Linked DNA regions of Mus musculus: regions 2, 3, 4, 5, 6 and 7 are each linked to region 1. Evidence: chromatin contacts called from public HiCAR-type and promoter capture Hi-C data. All regions are on one chromosome and are shown on one strand. The core of a region is the stretch at or near the end of the contact, and the rest is flanking DNA. Distances in the headings are between cores, read along the strand shown.

The links. Promoter capture Hi-C pulls out the DNA fragments that hold promoters and counts their contacts. HiCAR-type assays count read pairs that join an accessible place to other places. Capture Hi-C pulls out chosen DNA fragments and counts their contacts.
Region 2: a contact with region 1 is called in a promoter capture Hi-C map of pre-B cells, with 6 times the contacts expected there. The contact joins the promoter of Prss41 here to the promoter of Zfp160 in region 1. A contact is called at or near these places in 2 of 39 promoter capture datasets (hippocampal neurons and pre-B cells).
Region 3: a promoter capture Hi-C map of hippocampal neurons shows a contact between it and region 1, with 6 times the contacts expected there. The contact joins the promoter of Paqr4 here to the promoter of Zfp160 in region 1.
Region 4: a contact with region 1 is called in a promoter capture Hi-C map of liver, with 3 times the contacts expected there. The contact joins the promoter of Hcfc1r1 here to the promoter of Zfp160 in region 1. A contact is called at or near these places in 3 of 39 promoter capture datasets (hippocampal neurons, liver and pre-B cells) and 1 of 9 other capture datasets (liver).
Region 5: a promoter capture Hi-C map of liver shows a contact between it and region 1, with 6 times the contacts expected there. The contact joins the promoter of Zscan10 here to the promoter of Zfp160 in region 1. A contact is called at or near these places in 6 of 39 promoter capture datasets (the 3T3-L1 cell line, cranial neural crest, hippocampal neurons and 2 more).
Region 6: a HiCAR-type map of astrocytes shows a contact between it and region 1, with 4 times the contacts expected there. The contact joins the promoter of Zfp213 here to the promoter of Zfp160 in region 1. A contact is called at or near these places in 4 of 39 promoter capture datasets (cranial neural crest, hippocampal neurons, liver and 1 more) and 1 of 115 datasets of contacts at active chromatin or transcription factors (astrocytes).
Region 7: a promoter capture Hi-C map of hippocampal neurons shows a contact between it and region 1, with 21 times the contacts expected there. The contact joins the promoter of Zfp40 here to the promoter of Zfp160 in region 1. A contact is called at or near these places in 2 of 39 promoter capture datasets (hippocampal neurons and pre-B cells), 1 of 115 datasets of contacts at active chromatin or transcription factors (astrocytes) and 1 of 9 other capture datasets (adipose tissue).

What each region holds. Positions count from the first base shown.
Region 1 is chr17:21,007,388-21,010,316 of GRCm38.p6, reverse strand. It overlaps Zfp160 (zinc finger protein 160), which reads right to left and starts at 1,376. Exons shown (of 5, transcript NM_145483.2): 1 at 1,331-1,376.
Region 2 is chr17:23,842,799-23,845,727 of GRCm38.p6, reverse strand. Prss41 (protease, serine 41) reads left to right here and starts at 1,572. Exons shown (of 7, transcript NM_027644.1): 1 at 1,572-1,651; 2 at 1,745-1,771; 3 at 1,857-1,889; 4 at 2,118-2,286. The coding sequence starts at 1,591.
Region 3 is chr17:23,738,950-23,741,878 of GRCm38.p6, reverse strand. It overlaps Paqr4 (progestin and adipoQ receptor family member IV), which reads left to right and starts at 1,549. Exons shown (of 3, transcript NM_023824.3): 1 at 1,549-2,019. The coding sequence starts at 1,854. It overlaps Kremen2 (kringle containing transmembrane protein 2), which reads left to right. Exons shown (of 10, transcript NM_028416.2): 10 at 1-680. The coding sequence ends at 118.
Region 4 is chr17:23,672,091-23,675,019 of GRCm38.p6, reverse strand. It overlaps Hcfc1r1 (host cell factor C1 regulator 1 (XPO1-dependent)), which reads right to left and starts at 1,412. Exons shown (of 3, transcript NM_181821.2): 1 at 952-1,412; 2 at 345-485; 3 at 1-136. The coding sequence starts at 1,037. The coding sequence ends at 1. Thoc6 (THO complex 6) reads left to right here and starts at 1,143. Exons shown (of 13, transcript NM_001008425.2): 1 at 1,143-1,506. The coding sequence starts at 1,468.
Region 5 is chr17:23,599,291-23,602,219 of GRCm38.p6, reverse strand. It overlaps Zscan10 (zinc finger and SCAN domain containing 10), which reads right to left and starts at 1,394. Exons shown (of 7, transcript NM_001289481.1): 1 at 1,261-1,394. It also overlaps a transcript of Zfp13 not described here.
Region 6 is chr17:23,562,821-23,565,749 of GRCm38.p6, reverse strand. Zfp213 (zinc finger protein 213) reads left to right here and starts at 1,524. Exons shown (of 6, transcript NM_001033496.3): 1 at 1,524-1,781. It overlaps 6330415G19Rik (RIKEN cDNA 6330415G19 gene), which reads right to left. Exons shown (of 2, transcript NR_126484.1): 2 at 456-1,980.
Region 7 is chr17:23,191,736-23,194,664 of GRCm38.p6, reverse strand. Zfp40 (zinc finger protein 40) reads left to right here and starts at 1,437. Exons shown (of 6, transcript NM_009555.2): 1 at 1,437-1,590; 2 at 2,863-2,929.

The DNA of each region.
Region 1 (2,929 bases), core at 127-2,626:
TGTATAAGGACTATAAAGGATCAGTAAACACCAACAGTATTTATTCATTGAGAAAGTGTCTTAGTTATTTGTCTTAGTATTCCACGCCACCTTTAAAGTCTCCATTTTCCTACCCCAGCTTTCTTCCCACATGCTGGCATTACTGATCTGTGCCACCATGCCTAACACAATACCAGTTAATGCCCATCAGATCAAGTTTTGCAACTCTCTTCCATACCACTAAAATTCAAACAAAAATTAAGGGTTTTTTTATTTCAACAACAAAGACAAGCTCAGTAATAATAACCTTACTATTCCATCAACTTCTGCTTTATCCAGCCTGCCCCTCCCTCATTCTGCACTATCTTATTCACACTTTCTGAAGGGACTTTGCCAGCTCCAGCATGGTGACCATGACTCTGGTAGGCCTTGCCCCTTTCCTCTCTCTGCCTTGCTAAAAACTCTCAGATTACATTCCTAAAGCTACACCCAAAGTCTATTCCTTTATTTGGCCAATTCCTCCTCCTGACACTTACTATGAAGGCCCAGCTATCAAAGCATTGAAGTCTGGCAACCGAAAGGCACCTCTGGCTCACCTAATTAATGTGCCAGCTAAACACCTCGTCCTAATAAGGGGATTCTCATTTTACCTCTATAAGCCGCCATTTGCCTATGGGTCACATCTGTCTCCTCTCTATCTAGAAACAGTCATTTGTCCCACTTCTGGACAAATACTCCTAACCCCTCTCTCTTGCCCCTTTCTGCCCTCTTCTTTGTTCCCTTCCCCTTCTTCCTCTATCTCCTGTCTCTGACCTTTATCCGGGCCTTCTGTACCTCTAAGACAAATAAATCTTTGTGCTGAGAACTTGGTCTGAGAACTTGGTCTTGGAAGTTCTCCCCAGATACTTTCCCTTTCGCTTCCATCGCCTGCTTTTCTTTCTGTCACACATTATGGCAGTTTAGCTGTTCTCTCACCCTCCTCTCCACTCTTGCCAGCATCTCCAGACCCTGCTTTCTTTTTCCTTTCCACCAGGCGCCGCGGCAAGCTGCTCCTCTGCTATTCTGTCACCCGCGGCACTCTCTAGTACCGCATCACCTGGCACTGCCCGCACAAACGATAGTCATGTCTCCTCCCCGACCGCTGAAGCTTTTGAATCCGTGCCCCCGCTCCTTCCTGGCTCCATCCCCTCCCCTGGCTCCGCTGCCATCTCTCTCTCCCACGTTCCTACTTCCTCAGTCTCGCAGCTCTCCGCGTCACCGAGTGGAGCTTTGCACACAAGATGGGGACTCCAGGGCAGAGGTCCGGGTTCTGAGTGCCAGCAACCGGCCTAAAGAATCTGGGAAAACTCACCCAGCTACAAAATTTATGCAGAGCAAAACCGCTTCCGGGTCGCTGCGCAGGAGTGCATTCAGCATTCGCGGTCAGATCCGGGGTAAAATAAGGCGGGACCAGAGAACAAGTGATTGACGCTAACAAGGGGCGGTACCTAGAAAGGAAGCTGCTCTGAGAAGGAAATTTTAGGGCATGCTGGCCACTGCGTGCTAGTGGGACTTGGAACAGGAAACTGTTGCTTGGAGGGGACAGTATTTAAAGAAATGTTTATGGGCTAGAGAGGACCTGAATGCTGAGAATGGCGTGGTGAGGGCTTAGAACTGTTTCGGAAAACAGCGGGGTGGGGGTGGAGGGTCAAACCAAATAATGGACTAGAAGGGAGTGTGGGGATGCATTGGAGAGTAGGATAGTGCTCAAGTACAAGTGGGCATGGGTCTGGCTCTACAAGGGGATTCAGAGTAGGTTGTGTTCTTGGTGCACAGTTCTCAGTCCCTCCTTATTCTCCCACAGGTTCCTAGCTCTAAGGAGCAGGGCTCCTGAGCATTGTCAATCAGTAACCATGCATAGGTAGGAGAGTCGGGGACGATGGTGAATATAAGCAAGCATTGATTTTATTTTTAATTCGAAGAGTTTTATATATAAAAACAATTACCTATTTTAAAAGTTATATTTTCTGTTACAAAAGAGAATTGCATTCACAAAGGTCATGAACGATTGGCATTGAAGATCGATTCTTTTTTTAAGTGCCAACTTTTCTCTTTGTAATAAAAATAACAATTTAAAAATATTTTAAGTGCTTTTTGGCTTGAAAGTTTGAAACAGCATATAAGCTATTTTGGCATTCTCATTGAAAGTTCTTACTGTATCTACTTTAAATAGAAACAAACTCTTGCATACAAGTACATGTGTTCTAAAGGATGTTTGTGACAGCAGTCTGCAGATGTAACTGTCAAAGGTCAGCGGGAATAATTTGAGGAATGGCTAATGAAAAATATTTCTTCTCATTTCCACCATGTAGCATATCTACAGTTCATCAAACATTTCCAAAGGAAGTACACATAGAATTCAACAAACTATCACCAGTATAGAATAATGAGATGCACTGAGTTTCCCTGGTACTTCACCATTGCAAAGTACTTTCAGATACATACTTTTAAATATATAATGAATAGTAATCATTTCACCCTACACTACTGTCTCATGATCCCTACTACTTCCTGCTGAACATTTTAATATATGCATTATGTTAGTAGAAAGTCATTTGCTATTCATCCTATTGAAAGCAGTTGCTCAGAGTCTGGACATCCTCTCTGCAAATGTCCTTCAAAATGCCATGTCCTTGGGCAGGTTGCCCCCCTAAATCTGAAGCAGAGGTAAGAAAAAGAGAAGAGGAAACAAAGATATTTAAAATATGGTATTGCTCTTGAGAACCACTAGAAGGTGAACCATTTCCATAAGGATTCTTTTATCTCATGAATATGTGCCTAGGGTCCTGTACTGGCTGGTTTTGTGTGTCAACTTGACACAAGCTGAAGGTATCACAGAGAAAGGAAACTCCCTTGAGGAAATGCCTCCATGAGATCCTGCTATAAGGCATTTTCTCAATTAGTGAACAAG
Region 2 (2,929 bases), core at 323-2,822, 2.8 Mb before region 1:
TGGCTAGTTCATATTGTTGTTCCACCTATAGGGTTGCAGACCCCTTCAGCTCCTTAGGTACTTTCCCTAGCTCCTCCATTGGGGGCCCTGTGTTCCATCCAATAGTTGACTGTGAGCATCCACTTCTGTGTTTGCTAGGGCCTGGCGTAGTCTCACAAGAGACAGTTATATCAGGGTAAAAAAAAGAAAATCTTAAAACAAACAAAAAACACAAATAATAAATAAACAAATAATTAATTAAGACCATGCATGGTGGTACACACTTTTTTTGTTTGTTTGTTTTGTTTTTCGAGACAGGTTTCTCTGTAGACCTGGCTGTCCTGGAACTCACTTTGTAGACCAGGCTGGCCTTGAACTCAGAAATCCACCTGCCTCTGCCTCCCAAGTGCTGGGATTAAAGGTGTGTGCCACCACGCCTGGCATGTGGTGGTACACACTTTTAAGCCCAGAGGTAAGTGGATCTTTATGAATTTAAGGCCAGCCAGGTCTCTACACAGCCCCAGAACTTATTATGTAGACCAGGCTGGCCATGAACTCATAAAGATCCACCAGGTTACTTTTGGTCATGATTTATCACAGCAACAGAGCAAACTATGACAATATGTCTTCTCAGTTCAGTTAGTCCAACTAAGAACATCCTCACAGGCCTGCATGCAGGCCAAGCTGATAGAGAGAATGTCCCTCACTGAGACTGCCTTCCCACGAGACTTCCCAGATTCTGCCAAGCTAAGGGCTGAAATTAGCTATCACAGTTATACAATGATTGATAGAGGCCAAAACCAGGACCCTGGTGCAGTTAAGCAAGCATCTTACCACTGAGCCTTCTCAATAGGTCCTTCTGGTGCTCGTGGCCAGGTTGTTGCTCAGTGCTGGGCTAACTTCCTGTGAGACAAAGGTCCTTACTGAGAGAACTAAGTGTTGTCCATTAGTCTGGGCTGGTGAGGTAATCTAGAAGCATGTGTCTGATTTTGATAGGTGTCCTTTACTGTATAAACTTTGACCATGAACATATTACATTCTCTGAGTTCCATAAGAACTTCTAATCAGTCGTGGAGGCAGAGGGTTTTGGTATGGATACCCAACTGGCTGTGAATTCAAAGCTAATAACTGATGAGCCAGTATGGTTATATAGGCCCTGACATGTTCCTGTACAAAGGGTAAGAGTGTCTGGTGATCCCCATACAGTGTGTAGGGCTCATTGCAATGGTAGCAGGTAGATTATAGGGCTCTAAGCTCTGTCTGTCCTCAAATAGGGCCAGCCTTTGTTCAGTGCATCCAGCAAAAGGCTATCACACATAACACAAGGCAGCATACCCTAAGGCCTGCTCATGAGCTTTTCCTAGGAGTGCGGGCTGAGGGCCAGGGCCTTGGTCCTACAGAAAGCTGTCAGTACACAAGAGAGAAGACATCCAAATCCTGGGCTCTGACAAGAAAAAGATGACTGTGGTTCATCAATTGACCGCTCTGGAGTCAAGCCGGGAAACGGTGGCCGAGCAAAGCTCCTACTCCCTGACCTGTCCCCTAGAGGGCGCCACTAAGCCTGTAGCGGCAGGACGTTAAAGCTGGGCACCCGACTTCAGAGAGGCCGCCATGGGTATACAGGGCCCAGTGCTGCTGCTGCTGCTGCTGTGCGTGATGCTGGGGAAGCCTGGTGAGCTAAGGAGATTCATTCACCAGACTGGGGGTCATGGGGGAGTATGGGAAACTCGGAGGTCCGCGCGAGGCTCACCTTATCTCCACCCAGGGTCACGTGAAGAAAGCCAGGCGGCAGGTGAGGAACCGTGGTCCCTGTGAGAAACACCTACCGAGGCCAGGCATAAAGAAGTCGCCTCATCTTTTCCACTCCTCCCCCACAGATCTCAAGAGCACAGACATCAAGCTTCTCTCAAGTGACTGATGGGCTCTGTGGAGGGCTGGGTGTCTGTGAACCACGTGTGAAGGGTTTCTGCGCCATCTCCTGATCTCCTGCCTCTTCAACAAAACCCCAGGATACTGGAGGAAGGGGGGGGGGTGTACGGTTGCGTGGTTCTCCCCAGTTCCTCCCATACACGTGTACCCTAGGGATGCTATGGGCCTTCCTAGGCTGCTCAGCCATGTGTCTTATTTGTCTGTCCCAGTGCCCTGTGGCCGCCGGAATGACACTCGGTCCCGGATAGTGGGCGGGATAGAATCCATGCAAGGGCGCTGGCCGTGGCAGGCCAGCCTGCGCTTGAAGAAGTCCCACCGCTGCGGAGGGAGCCTTCTCAGCCGCCGCTGGGTGCTCACTGCTGCACACTGCTTTAGAAAGTGAGTGTGGGATGGTAGGAGCGGGGTGGGACAGCCTCCTGATATCCTGAGCTCCAAGCGCTGCTTACAATCCAAAAACCTTACCATTGGCCCTGCAGGGGGCGCCACTCTAATTCTTCCAGGATGTTTTATTCAAACATTCCCATGCTGTTTCGGGTCTATTCATCTATGCTCACTGCCCCCTACCATATCGAATTAGGAAGGCGCAGGTCTCATTCCACCTTCCCTTGGAGGTTCCCAAGGTTGGTTGGTTGGTTGGTTGGTTGGTTGGTTGGTTGGTTGGTTGGTTGATTGGTTGGTTGGTTTTGAGGTGCCTTGAACTTTTTACTTAACAGAAGATGACTTTGAACTTCTGATCCTCTGGCCTCTACCTCTTGGCATGCTAGGATTACAAACGTGCACCTCCATGCCTGAGTCTATACAATTCGGGGGGGGAGGGGGGTCAAACCCAGGGATTCACTCATGATAAGCAAACTGTCTATTGAGTTACATCCCCAACCCCATACCAGATATGAATTCTATTCAGAGAGGCCCTTAAGAAGTGACCAGACCAACCAGGCAGTGGTGGCGCACGCCTTTAATCCCAGCTCTTGGGAGGCAGAGGCAGGCGAATTTCTGAGTTTGAGGTCAGCCTGGTCTACAG
Region 3 (2,929 bases), core at 300-2,799, 2.7 Mb before region 1:
AGGGGTGGCCCTGCCCTGTCCCCCAGGGGACTCTCAGGCTGAGGGTCCTGCTGCGGGCTACCGTCCCCTGAGTGCCTCCAGCCAGAGCTCCTTGCGCTCGCTCGTCTCTGCTCTCTGACCCCAGACGTACGTGAGTCCATCACCACTTCTGCCAGCGAGATGGACACCCGAGATATTATGCAGCACCCTACCTCGACCTTGTGCCCCTTTAAAAGCAGCTCGGTCTCTGATCATCTCGGGAAGACCAGAAGATCGGACAGGAAGCATCCAGTGCTATTTGGGAACTTGGCCTGACCCTTGGGGTCCAGATGACTGAAGCCAAAGGACAAAGGGAATCCAACACCCTAATTCATGGACCTTGATGTGATGGGTGGTGTTTGGTTTCAGGGTTCTTTGCGCCTCTTTTGGGGATGGTCCTGGACTGCTGCCCTCGATGAAAGGTTAGGGGCCAACAAAAGTGATCTAAAGCCGGGCGTGGTGGCGCATGCCTTTAGTCCCAGCACTCGGGAGGCAGAGGCAGGAGGATTTCTGGCCAGCCTGGTCTACAAAGTGAGTTCCAGGACAGCCAAGGCTATACAGAGAAACCCTGTCTCAAAAAACAAAACAAAACAAAAACAAAAACAAAACAAAAGTGATCTAAAGACTCAGTATAGACTTAAAATAAAAGGCCTATTTTGGTAGAGGCTTTAGCAAGTTCTTTGCGCGAGGAAGAACCTGTCGATAAGGGTGTGGGCAGGGGGGCTGCAGGTGGGATGCTGGGTGTCCACACTGTGAGCTTTCTTATGAGAGGATGTGGAAGTTGGTCTTGGGTAGTTTTATGAGGAAGAAGCGCCTTCCTTGTCCCTGCCAGAGTAGAAGAGAACCGACCTTGCTTCCCTGGTCTCCTGCCTTTGCCCGTTCCTTGCCTGTACTGGGCAGGGCTAAGGGTGTGCTTTGTGGGCGATAAAAGGGAGTGAATTGGGTGGAACCCAAGCTCGAAGCAGCCTGGCCGGAAGGGCTGGGCCTCGCTAAGGGTTCCAGGTGCACCACACATCTTAGACGCTTGGGTTCCCCGCCAATGGAAATATGCCTCCAAAGTGGGTAAGCGCCTGCGCTGCTCAGGACTCTTCTGGGGGGTGTGGGGGGTGGTGGTGGGGCGCTTAGCCAGCAGCACCTTGGACAGAGTCTGACTGTGGGTTTAGAGCTGGGTAGCCGGGTTATGTGCTTGAGGTAGGTGCCCAAAGGTGCGGCAACCTGAAGGTCATTAAGAAAGCTGGGGTGTGATAATGTTGGTAGACCCAAGGTGCTAGGCCACTCCAGTGGAGGAGCCCGACACAGAAACTCGCGTCGCAAGCCAACAGCCACTCCACGCAAAGAAGGCTGGAACCGCATATGTTAAAAAGAGAAGGCATGGGCGGTCTCGGGGCGGAGCATCTCCGTCCGCAGAGCCCATTGGTCCCTGCAACAAGAACGTCAGGAATCCAGCGCGCGAAACACAGGCAGGGTGGCGGGGGCGAGGAGCCGGGGTGGAGCCTGCTGTCCCCTCCGGCGTCCGGCCGCGCCCGTCCTCCGGGCTGCGGCGAGACGCCTGGCTGCCGTTGCGGCCAACCGGAGCTCTCCCTCCGCCGCTCTGCTACGGTGGAGCTGAATGCACTGAGCTCCGACCTGGGGTTGCCAGCTTTCTCTCCCTTGCGGGGGCGTCGAACTCGCGCGTGCGCAGCGCGTGAGGGAAGGGGGCCGGGACCTCCTTGCTGACCCGGGCAGGGCCACCGGATAGCCGGAGGTGAATCGGGATGAGCTTCCCAGCGCTGCAGCTCCACTGAGAAGGAAGCCCAGGCGCAGAGGGTCGCCGGTCGGCCGCAGTGCGTGAGGCCATGGCATTCCTGACCGGGCCTCGTCTCCTGGACTGGGCTAGCTCGCCGCCGCACCTGCAGTTCAATAAGTTCGTATTAACCGGCTACCGGCCGGCCAGCAGCGGCTCGGGCTGTCTGCGCAGCCTTTTCTACCTACACAACGAGCTGGGCAACATCTACACACACGGTAGGTGAGCCGCGCCCCGATTCACGCTTCTTGCACTCGCGGCCGCCTTGCCTGTGAGCACAGCAGCCCCCCAAGCTCAAGTCCTGGACTGTCCCTGCTCTGGTTGGGTCAGGCGCCGCGGTGACAAAGCTGCCATTGTCCCAAGCTTCGTTGCCAGCTCCTGCTTTCCCAGTAGTGCCCCAAAGCAGGACAGGGGAGCAGAGTGAGAGCCAGCTTAATCCGGCTGAGCTCTAGGGGTAAGAATCCTGGTATCCCCTTGATAATCCTGCGCCTTGGGCACCCTCCCCCTCCAGCGCTCATCCTGGAGATGGGCGTTCACTGGCTAGGAGGAATTGGAGAGAAGACTGCCCCTGCCTGACCCAAGCCCTTCCTCGCGATAGCCTTGAGTCCCCACGACCATAGCAGTACCGTGGGGCTCCGCTTTCCCCCACCCCGCCCCCCAACACACTTCTTGCGGGCCCCTAGAGCTCTGCTGACACAGCCCTGGCCTGTCCTTGAGCCGCCCCAGCTGGGAGAGGGAACTAGAGCCAGCTAGGTTTAGACTTGGGCTTTTCTCTAGAGGAAGAGCGCTATTGTCTAGTCAGACCCCCACCAAGAGTGGGGCTGATGCCTGCATTTGTCCTCTATTAAGGCAATGCCAACTGGTTGTGGGGAAGGGAGGAATGTCCAAGAAAGGCCAGCACTGGAAAGAACAGAGCTGAAAGCGCCCCAGTGGAGACAGGATAGGCTTCTTCCAGTCCTTTCCCCTCATTCTGGCCTTTCCTGGCTTTCTTTATGGAAAACAAAAAGACCCAAAGCCTCCATCTGCCTGGACATTTGACAATGTTAAGTAACCCTGAGGCTGGTATGTCCCTCCTGTCCTAATCAGAACTCAGGCTGAGGTCATGCTTCTCCAGATTTCTGCAGGACG
Region 4 (2,929 bases), core at 163-2,662, 2.7 Mb before region 1:
TCAGAGCTCCACGATATCCCCAGCTGGGGACGCAGGGTAGTAGGGACTGGGGGTATCCCCCAGCCTCAGCAGCCTGAGGGCTTCAGGAATCAGGCTCCCGGGATAGCGCCAGAGAAGCAGCTCTGGGCAAGGGCTCCTAAAAGAAGAAAAAAAGATTGAAAGAACAGGGCAGAAGGCTGGCTTGGCAGTGCCACCTCCTACCAGGTCCAGGTCGCCTGGAGCCAAAGATGGAAAACAGCACAAGTTGGCTAGAAGCTAAAAATAGCACGATGAGGCAGAGAGTGAGGAGGGGCTCTGAGGACCGAATGTGATCCTCTAGAAGGCCCTCAAGGGGAGGTGCCTACCTGAGTGGTGGCAGGGCTTCGGGAAAAGTCACAGGGGGGCTGCAGTAGGGGTGGTCATTATGTAGGCTGAGTCGGGAGAAATGGGTGGCCATGTTCTCCTCAGACAGGAACTGCTTGTGCAAAGGTTCCCTGGGGGAAAGACTGGAGAAGAATAGAGGCAGGGATGTTGAGAGTGGAGGCAAACTGATGAGGACCAAAGGTGAATCTTGGAAGCCCCATCCGCCCCTACACTTAGAAGTTCCTTCTCCAGGGCTCTCCATGGTCACTGGCACAGCTCCTCTGAGAAGGGAGCTGGGAAGTAGCGCCAGGTGTAGTCCACTCTCTTTGCCCCTTCCCAAAGATCTGTCCACCTGAGTCTACAGGGTAAACCAGGTTCCCAGAATCAGCCTTGTCTTGTGTGGCCTAAGCCACCTTCCTCTCCCAGGCTATACACAGGTTACCTTGGAAATCTTGACCTTGGCTTCCCTGCTTCAACACAAGCTCAAGCACCACGGTTTCCTGAATCGCCTCCCCACTTTCCAGGATCCCCCTACTGACCAGCCCTGGATCCCCCAGCCAAAACTCCTGCCCTCCGCTCGTCCAGCCCACTCAGGGACCAATTACACACCTGGCGTTTAGGCCGCGAGTTACCCCAGTGGTGGCCCGTGGGTCCCGACTTGGGGGACCTCGCTCCAGGGGCTGTTGCAGGATCATTACGGCTCAGGGTCCTGCAGATAGAGGGGTGGGATTCAAGCAGCAGAGGCGGAGCCTTTGAGGGCGTGGTACAGCGCGAGGGGCGGGCCTACCGGCGTGCGCACTGGAGACGTTTTACGCAGGCGCGGAAGACAGGAATCAGGTTAGAGGTTAGAAGGCGGGACAGGTCGGCGCGGTGGGGGAGGGGATCCGGCGTGGCTGGATAGTTCTGGGCGCTTTTTAGCATAAGGGTGCTTCGTGTAGTTCTCCTAGGTTTCTGTGGTTCGAGACAGCACGGACCTGCCGCCTTAGTTGCTGGGCGACAGGCAGTGCTAGGTCTTGGGGCGTAACGAGAAGAGCCACCATCAGGCACGTCCGGAATCGAGAGGTTGTGTCGTGCGTCGAGAGATTGTGTCACACGTAGAGCCCTCTGGGACTTGTAGTTCTCAAGATGGAGCATGCCGCACCGCTCGCGGTGCCTCTGGGTCAGGTGAGTCGAGTGTATGCACAGTGCCTTCTGGGGTTTGTAGTCTTGCTCTGACATCTACCCCTGGAGTGTTCCAGGATACCCAGTGTTCATAGGTGATTTGTGGGACTTGTACCCTGAGCCCACGAAAAGTGATCCGGAACCTTGAGATCTAATAGTGACTGAAGGATTAGATGTTGGTACATTTTCCTGTGCGGGATAATAGAGCCACTTAAAAAAATTTGCGCCGTTGGAGGTGGTGGCACATTTACGATCCTAGCACTGGGAAGGCAGAGGGAGACATATCTCTTGTGAGTTAGAAACCAGCCTGCTACTTAGTGAATTCCATGTCATCCAATGCTATATAGTTAGACCCTGACTCAAAAAAAAAAAAAAAAAGTTCATCGTAATTGTAAATGAGGTGCCCCTCCCCCTTTAAACCCAGGGTCTTGGTCTTCATAAGAATGTGCTCTATTATTTAGTTACAGCTCAGCCCACTGCTTACTGGTGTGAGACAGTCTCGTAAGTCTTGAACTTTGTTATATACTGGAGAATGTCCTTGAACTTCTGTTCTTCCTGCCTTCACCTCCACTGAGTGCTCCAGGCTATTGGGTGTGCTGCAAAGCCCAATATCTACAATGCTGGTGCTCAAACGCTGAGCTTTGAGTAAGAATAGGTTTTTGGGTATGGAGAGAGAGTGGAGGATCTGAGCTGGGTGCCAGCACTCAAGTTCCAAAGCTTGTAATTGCCTGTTAATTCCAGCTACAGGGGAGCCAATCCTCTGGCCCCTGTGGACGTACTTGTATATACTTCCCTCACACACTTATACAAAATACAAATAATTAAAATCAGTAAAGTAAATCTTAAAAAGGAAGAAAAGAGCATGGTCTACCATGAGCAGTTACCCTCAGCCCCAAGAACCACTGTGCTTGCTCGTACACACACACACACACACACACACACACACACACACACACATTTTGAGACAGGGTTTCTCTGTGTGGCCTTGGCTGTCCTGGAACTTGCTCTGTAGACCAGTTTGGCCTCAAATTTACAGAGATCTGCCTGCTTCTGCCTCCCAAGTGCTGGGATTAAAGGCATGTGTCACCATTGCCCATATATGTACATCAAACTGGCCAGGAACTCAGAGATTTACCTAACTGCCTCCTCTCAATTGTCGGAACAGATTAAAGGCATGCCACCACACTTGGCTTACTTATTTCCTTGTAAAGTTTTCTCATTGTTTTATGTATGTAAGTGTTTTGCTTACATGTTGTATGTGTGCTATGGTACCCTTAGAGGCCAGAAAGGGTATCACAGGGGAGTGGAGAAATGGCCCAGCACTTGCTACTCTTCCAAAGAAACCAAGTTCAGCTCCTAGTACCCATATAGGAGTGGGCTTACAGCTGCTTGTAATCCAGTTCCAGGAGGTCCAACACTCGACACT
Region 5 (2,929 bases), core at 145-2,644, 2.6 Mb before region 1:
CAAAGCTGGCTTGGGCAACTTAGTGAGATTCTTTCTCAAAAATAAAAACACAAAGAGGGGTTGGAGTAGTATCTTCAGGGCCTGTGCCCAGCCAGCACATCGAGCCCTAATTTCTGGCTCACACACACAGGAAACAGCATTGCATTTCGCTGTCTGAAGAAGCATATGAAATATGATATGGAGGCGCTCCAGGCTCAGAGCGTGGCTGCTTTTCCGGAGCTCATGAGACTTCAAGTCCCAGAACTCACATGGCAACTCCCAACTGTTGGTGGGACCCAGTTCCCTCTTATAGTGCGCAGATGCACATTCATACAAACCCTCTGTATATAAAATAAATAAACCTTAAAAAAATAAAAACAATTAGAGAGTGAAGTCACTCTGGCCACTCTGCAGCAGATGCTCGTGAGTTCCAAGCGTTTAGCAGCCCAGTCAGTTGCCTGCTGCTCACTTCATCCCGCCCGGACTCACTTGCTAGATCAACCTATTAATCCTACAGGTTCAGAGAGTCCAAGGTGATTTACTCACAGCTTCACCCGGTGCTGCAATACTGCTTGCTAAAGTGGAAATGGGGTTCCGAACCCACTATTTGCGTCCTACCCCATGAAATTTTGCCAGTATTAGCTTGGAGTATGACAGCATAGATAAGAAAGAGAGAATTCTAGATTCTGGTCAAAGGCCCGCCTAACCACACAGCAGCTGGAATTTCTAGGTGAGGACTTGCCAGAGGTTTCCAAGAGATGGAATTCAGGCAAGTAGGCCTTAGAAAGCCTGTCCCTCCCCCAGGTCTCCAGGACAAAAGGCCTATTAATATGCACCTCTGTAGGGGGTTGGCTGGGTGTGGGGCGAGAAAGCTCTTTAGTGAAATCTGGCCGGTCTAAATTTGTATGTAGGTACTGCTATAAAATCCACCTACACACTAGGGAGCTAGAGTGGTCCTCTGCAAGAAATAACCCCCTTTCTCTGCTAGCAGTCTAACTTGCTCAACTCTGTTAACTTGTTTTTTTTTTTTTTTTTTTTTTTTTTTTTAAGGCAGAGATCCCCTTCTGGTGCTAGGAACGCATGGCATCGTCACTTCTGGGACCCTCCCTCATGTCTCCAAGGCCACAAATGCATCATGCTGTGTGGCCTTGGAGTCTCCAGCACGAGTTACCCGCTCATTATAACCAAGACTTTTCTAGCTCTCAGCCTACCAGTAGGTCCCCCGAAACACCCTTCACTCTCCACAGTGCTGTAAGCCTACACCCCAGCCCTCCAACTCACCACTCCAGGTACCGACGCCTGAGGCCGAGATGTTTGGGGATCCTTGGGAGAATTCAGGGTAAGAGGCAGCGTAGCCTAGTTTGGGAAAGGAATCCCGGGAAATGGAACAGGAAGTTCCCTGCCTGACCCATCCCTTTCAGGTAAGGGGATAAAGGGGCTTCCAGGAATTAACCCTTCACCTCCCAGTCTGGGTGGGGTAAGGAAGAGGGAGGAGCCAGAAACAAACCAAGGGAAAAGTGATGACTCCAGATTCTAACTTTGCCAAGCTTCTGTAAGAGTTAAGTTACTCTAAGCCAGAGCTTCTCCATCTACGCGGAGACAGACTGATGCCCTTTTGGGGCCAAGAGCTTCTGTTTTACGTGCTTGCTGTGTGTAGGCCTCTTTGCTTGGCTTTTCATTCATACAACAAATATTTATCTACATGTTTATTAAACAGCAGGCTCTAAGGACATGGAGCTAAACTGAGGAATGAGGCCCTGCCCCAGGTGGATTTGGGGTGTGGGGGTTGCATTCCAAGGAACAGATGAGACTGCAGTTGTAAGAAAATAAAATAGGTCAATTAGAGTGGAAAACACCTTTAATTCCAGCACTCAGGAGGCAGAGGCAGGTGGATCTCTTATTAGTTCAAGACCAGCCTGGTCTACATATTGAGTTACAGGTTATAGTTACGTGGTGAGACCTTGTCTCAAAGTAGAAAAGGAGGGGGACAGAAGGCAGGTGTGATGGTTTACACCTGCAGTGCTATCTTTTCCAGGTTCAGCTAAGGCTGGAAGAGTGCCCTGAATTCCAGATGGGCTTGGTGTAACAGAGTGAACTTGTCTCAAAAACTCAAAACCAAAGGGATACATCTCAGTTGGTAGAATGCTTTCCTGCCAAGCAGGAAGCACACATCATAAAATTGGGCATGATCGTGCACACTTGTAATCTCTGCATCTGGGAAATGGAGGCAGGCCTCTTTCAGCTAATATGAAGTCTGAAGTCACTGGGCTACATGAAATCCCGCCTCAAAACAAACAAACAAAAACCTGGGCCACTGACTTCCACAAGTAGTCCTCTGACTTCCACATGTGCCCCCACCCAACCTATAAATAAGTAAATAAATAAATGTAGTGAGAAAAAAATTAAAACATACACCGACAAGAAGATGTGATAAAGATGAGTGTTCCTCAGTCCATATAGCTTTTAAAAGTCTCCCCCACCAGAATCCTGCTAGTGGCTTTGTCCTACTAACAGCGCCCTCCGCCTCGCCCCGCCTCTCAGGAGAAGTTACCTCCACAAACCCTTTGGAGCCCACTTTAAAGTCAAACTCTCCCCTTTGCATTGATGGGCTTTCTTAGTTACATGCTCCCAAATACAGAGGAGGATTCCTTCCGGGAATCAGTGGTGCTATCTGGAGTGTCCACCCCGTTCTAGAGTGCACTACATCACTCGCGGGGTCAAGGAAACTCGGCGCTGGTCGCCCCCAAAGCCCTGATGTCTCAGACTGTCGTGACTAGGCCCAGCCTTGCTCTGGCTGCTCCTAAGTTTCCCTGCTAGGGTCAGCATCCAGCTTATTTTTAACTGTGTGGGGTGGATCTCACTGGACCACCCAGTAGGCACCAGTTTTCTTACTGCGCTCTATGTCCTCAGCACAGAGCCCAACGCCTAGCACGCAGGACACAGGAAAAGG
Region 6 (2,929 bases), core at 275-2,774, 2.6 Mb before region 1:
GACCAGAAGTTGGGACCAGACATCCATACATGAGCCCAAAAGGTGGGATGAGGAGAGGTCGCTCATAGCCTGAAAAGAGCCAGAGATAGGAGTTTCACCCAACCGAGGTGAAGTTCCTGTGACAGCTTGACAAGAGTGGTTTGCATTAGTTACAGAGCCTCCTTTAGTCATAAGTAACCAGATATCGGCGTGGGATAGGAGGATATGCAACTTGAATATGTATGCATACTTATTACCCCCCACACATGTACTTTAGGCTTACACAAAAGACAACCAGAGTTTGTCTTCCATCACCTACATGGTGATGTCACAACCCTCTGTAACTCGAGGGGATCTAATGCCCTCTTCTGACCTCCAGAGGCACCAGGGATGAATGCTGTACATATGCACACATGCAGGTGAAATACTTATATCATAAAAAGTTTTTAAAAGAAAAAAAACACAGGACACTGTGATATACTACAGCTTCCACGGCAGTGAGATGTTTTCTTTCTTTGTTGATTGTGTGTTTTATTTCAGGGGTGGGGAGGTTGCAAAGGCAAGGAAGGATATGAGGCCAGAGAGATAAGTAGATCTGGGGTGCATGACGTGAAATACAGCCTTCACTACTCCACTGTATCACCTGGTCTGATACAGCAACATCAGGAAAGACAGTACAGTACAAGAATCTCGCAGCCTGATGTGCATTCAGGAGGCATCCTGCGAAGCAGGGTTTAGACAACTACAACCTTGCCTTTTAGCAATCAATTACAGAAGGAAATGTACCCTCTGTAGTCTACGTGGACATGGTTTCAGGGTATCTAGAATCCAGAGGCTTGTGGCAGCAAGAACTGAAGCCTGTCTCAAAACAGCCCTGCCTGAAGCTGCAGGGACAATCAGCTTTGATCAATGTGTAGTTCTCGAAAGGTGTCCATTGAGTGTTTCAGATAGCTGGTGCTGGCATGAGGTCAGTCCGGCTGGCTGTTTGACTAACAGTTCTTTTGCTCAAGGCAGCAAGGGAAACAAGGGAGAGTCCGACAGTTGCCACACAGAGTCAAATTGCCCCGTTCTGGTTTTGTCTATTTTATAGGAAAGTATGTTTACAATATAAAGGTAATTTACCATTAACACCAATAGTGACTTTAACAAACTACAGTAATGCTTAACACATGCCCGGGCAGAGGTGGGCCTCCTGTTCAGTGTCCCTAGGCATCAGGACTCCTGTTCCTCAGCTCAGTACAGATGTAGCTGCTGATAGGAGGGCAGGAGGTACTGACCATGATGGAGGCTCCGCTCGAATTAGACTGCACTTTCCAGGAAGCCCCGAGACCTCCCAAGCATCCGACTTAGGTATAGTGCGACCCAGAAAGCGAAAATGAGACTTCTTCCAAATCTCTAGCTCCAGGGTGTCAGATCGGCTTAGTCGTGAGAATCCTCCCTGTTCATTGGCTGCCCATCTCCGACATTCTGGATAGTACAAGCGCCAAATGCTTATCCCCGCGCATGCGCCAGCTGGTTTCCCAGCGCCCCCCGCGCGAGCTTCCTGCCCCGGGCGCTGCTGGGGAAGCGCCGAGCTCCCGCGCGGCTCTGGGCGGTGTGTCCTGGGGGCGGGACCGGCGCGTTGCGCAGACCGGATCCTGCGGATTCGGCGCTCGAGGCGCCTGCGGGAGAGGACAAGTTCCTGGGAGCAGCGCGGGCTGCCGGCGCCTCCGGGTTCTCCGGGTCTGCCACGCGGAGCCCGGCCACCCTCACCAGGCTGCTGGGGACCGTCCCCATTTCCCACGTCCTGCCGAGCGACCCTGGTGAGTCCGGGCCCTCCCTGAGGACACCTCCTCGGTCACTGGAGGATAAGGCAGAAGGCTCGAGAAGAGAAGCGTAAACGAAGTGCTTGTGGTAGTGGAGAAGAAATGGAAACCGCCCGTATGCATCACTTGGGTTGGTTGAGAAACTGAAGTACCCCGTGCCACGGAAGCGTATAGGTTCACTTTCGAAGAAACGTTGCTAGGTGAAAAATGGTTTGCTCATAAGATCTCATTTATGTAAAACACACATCCCGTGCTTGTAGATTCTGGAGATAACTATTTTCAGTAAAAAAATATGTCACCGTCATATATCAGATTGTCAGTGAATCAAAAAGAAACATTGTTATATTAACACTTCCCTCCCGTTCTTTAATTTATGATGTTCATGCTAATTAGACTGTTGAAATAAAAGAGAAAAATTCAAGTCACACGTATGAGAGTATGTGAAGTAATAACAACATAAAATACAAATACTTGCCATACATTCATATATAGTTGTGAATAAATGGTGTTCATGAGGCCTCCTACCCATCTGCCCCTTAATTGGAGTAAGGTGTTTCTGGAATTTGTAAGCTTTTTATTAAAAAAAAAACAAAAAACAAAGATTTTTATATGTCTTAAGTGTTGGCTTTCATGTATGTAAGTGTACCACATGTATGTAGTGTTCAAGAAGGGCCAACAGAGGCTGTCAGATACCTCAGAACTGGAATTACAGATGGTTGTGAGCCTCTATGTGGATGCTGGAAATTGAGTCTGGGGCCTTGACAAGACAAAGACATACTCTTAACCACTGAGCCATCTATCCAGCCCCATAAATTTGTGAGTTTTCAAATTTGAGAAAAATAACAGTATGGCCCATCAGTAGAGGGACTTAAGACTACATTTATAATTAAACACGATAATTATAATTTTTAAAAGACATTGTTACTCTATAGCTCAGACTGATTCTAACTCTGGCCACTCCTGCCTTGGTCCCTACAGTTCTTGGATTAGACATGTACCACTATGCATGCGCTGCTGTGCCCAGTGAAATTTTACAACTGAAGTATGTCTACTTAAAAACATACTTAAAAATAGCTCAAGTGGTGGCATGGGCCCCCCCAGCAGTTGGGAGGCAGAGGCAAGAGCATTTCTGAGTTTGGGGCCAG
Region 7 (2,929 bases), core at 188-2,687, 2.2 Mb before region 1:
TTCAAAATCCCGAGTTCTTCAAATGTCTTCCCCCAAGTTAAAATTTTAGATGTTTGGCTGGTAATAGTGAAGGTCTGTGAGAGAAGGATGCAGATGGCTTTTCAGTGTCACTCCAATTTGCATAGTTATGAAAATAATTACCCAGCTTCCCAGTAAAGCTCTCCAGATTGAGTTGTTAATGTCTAAAATTTAAATTATTTCATATAAGTGTTGGATGCACAGTTTAAATTTCACTTCTGCCTTTAAACAGTGCTACTTGTGTATTTTCTTTTAATTCATCATTTCCTTTGACTGAGACATCCCGCTCCCGTACTTTGTCTTCAAGCCTGATATTCTGTCTCCTACCTGTTCTGAGTTATTATTAGACATTGCAGTTTTGATTTCTTGCTTCACTTCAGTTTGGACTTTTTCGATGTTTCTAGCTACTTATTGAATTCAATCTTCATATCTTAAGTCGTCCTCATTTCCATCAGCATTTGCTATCTGCCCCCTCCCCCCAACAAATCATTTTGTTCCTGTCTTTTTTTAGTTCATTTACATGCTCAACCTGCTTTGTTCTCCTTGAATTTGACTCTTGGTTTTTGAGCTATGTATCTTTAAGATACCACTTACAGTGTTTTCCTTAAAGGACACAGCTATAGTTTTTTTTTGTTTTGTTTTGTTTTGTTTTGGGTTTTTTGTTTGTTTGTTTGTTTGTTTGTTTGTCTGTTTTAGGTCAAGGGCATTTTAACCTTAGGTTTACTATAATGTTGGGAGCGGAACAAAAGTCAGAATTTAGGGTGTCGGCTGATTCCTTTTTGCTGTAGTCCAGAAGGCTAGTATCTCAAGATGAAAAGTTAGGCAGAATAACTTCTATCTGAAGACTTCAGAAGCCACGGTCTGGGTCAGACCTGGGTGCAGCGGACTAGATCCAGTTCTGGTCTAGCTGTCAGCAAGCCTGGTAGGTGGGTGGGTGGGACTGTGCTGAGCGTGTGCAGCGCAGCCTGACAGCTAGAGCTGTGTGACAGGCTGTCCAATACTGACTAGGAGGGACCTGCCTCCGCGGAGCGGGGATACTCGCCTGATCAGAAGGCGAGGAAGTTTTTAAAAACGAAAACAATCGGATAGACTTGGAAAAAAAGAAAGAAAGAAAGAAAGAAAGAAAGAAAGAAAGAAAGAAAGAAAGAAAGAAAGAAAGAAAGAAAGAAAGAAAGAAAGAAAGAAAGAAAGAAAGAAAGAAAGAAAGAAAGAAAGAAAGAAAGAAAGAAAGAAAGAAAGAAAGAAAGAAAGAAAGAGAAGAGCTTGGGAGGGGTGGGCTTACAAAAAAAAAAAAAAAAAAAAAAAAAACCCTCACGTAACCGGAACCAGCGTGTGGTGGGCGGAGCTAGGGCGGTGCTCCAAGGAGCCTGCACAGAGTGACAGAAAAATTCACCATTCACTGAGGGACCGGGGAAGCTGCGAGGTCCGGAATCCGGGGTGGAGGACACGGGCTTCTCTAGGAGGGCGTGAAAATTCCAGGCATCCACAGGTGCCGCGAGAGGAGTCCTGAGAAAGTCATTAGTCAACAGCGCTGTAGCTTGAGCCTCAGCCCGGCAGCCATAGAACGCCCAGGTCAGAGGAGCCGCGGGGCTGGGAAACGGGCGGGAGCAAGGGTGGAGGCTGCTCAAAGGAAGCCGCTCTCACAATTCTGTAGTAGATAATCTTTTAACCATGGATAGCCTACCATTGTCGGGAAGATTGAAATCATATGAACAGGGGTTTATCGTCATTTTTGCATTTATCTTATGCTGGCCAGAATATTTTCATAAAATAATCTGCTAGAGCATTTGCATCATCTGTTGTCTGCAAGCAGGCTTCTCATTGCTTTGTAATAGTTACAAAGCTGCTGGAATTTAAATTCATGCATGCTTTTTTCTAACTTCTGTGTTCTACTACTTGCCTATTTCAGAGATTGTCCTTTGCCCCTGGGACTAAGCACAGCAGAAAGCTTTGTAGATACTAGTCGCATGAAGAACCAGTGCAGATTTGATAGAATCAGAATATACACTGTGACAGAGCAAAACAGTGTAGCGGTTCCTCCATCTTGTTGTATTCCTGCTGAGACCGTTTCCAGGGTTAACTAAAAAATTATTTTCTTGATGGAGAATCCCATGAAAAAAACGACCCAACTCTATTCTAGGTCAGGATGTCCTAGCTAACCTACCATACTTAGCCATTGATTAAAGTTTTTGAGTAACCTCTTCCAGTCAACCTTAGATCCTAGCTGCTGGTGTGCTGGAACCTCCCATCAGGATGGCTAACCTCCTATTTTAGCTACTGTTAAAAACTGCTTGCTTCAAACTACTTACTCTGCAGAATGGCCCCAGCAGCTGCTATGCAAGATGCCTGGATGAGGTCCCTGCCCTTAAAACCCCTATGTTTTGGACATTCACAGAAACACTTAGGTCCCTGAACACTTGGGTGTGGTCTCAACCGGCTGGAATAAAGACTTTGAGTGGGCTATAAACTGTTTGAGTGGTCATCTCTGGCCAGCTACCCATAGCAGTACTTTATTAAATGCCAAAGTTACTGCTGTAAACATTAATGTTTACTAAGCAAATTTTACTCCCTGTTAATTTTCTGTCTTGAGATGTAAGCACTCTATAAATACAGTATTTGGAGTGTAAATACACAATTCAGAAATGTGTAATCATGATTTTATAGTCAGCAAACTCAGTTTAGATTAAAACTAAAATTAGAAAGCATCGTTTCAATAATTGTATTCGCTCACTGGAATCAGAGTAATGAATGACTCCTTGTTTCACAAAAAGCACTCTGCCCTTGCACATGTGGCCAAACTGTTGTCTGCTTTTTGTCACTGTTTGTTTTACTTTTTTATTTAAGGATCTGTTGATCTTCAAGGCTGTGAAGGTGGACTTGGTGCAGGAGGAATGTGAAGGCCTAGACCTTA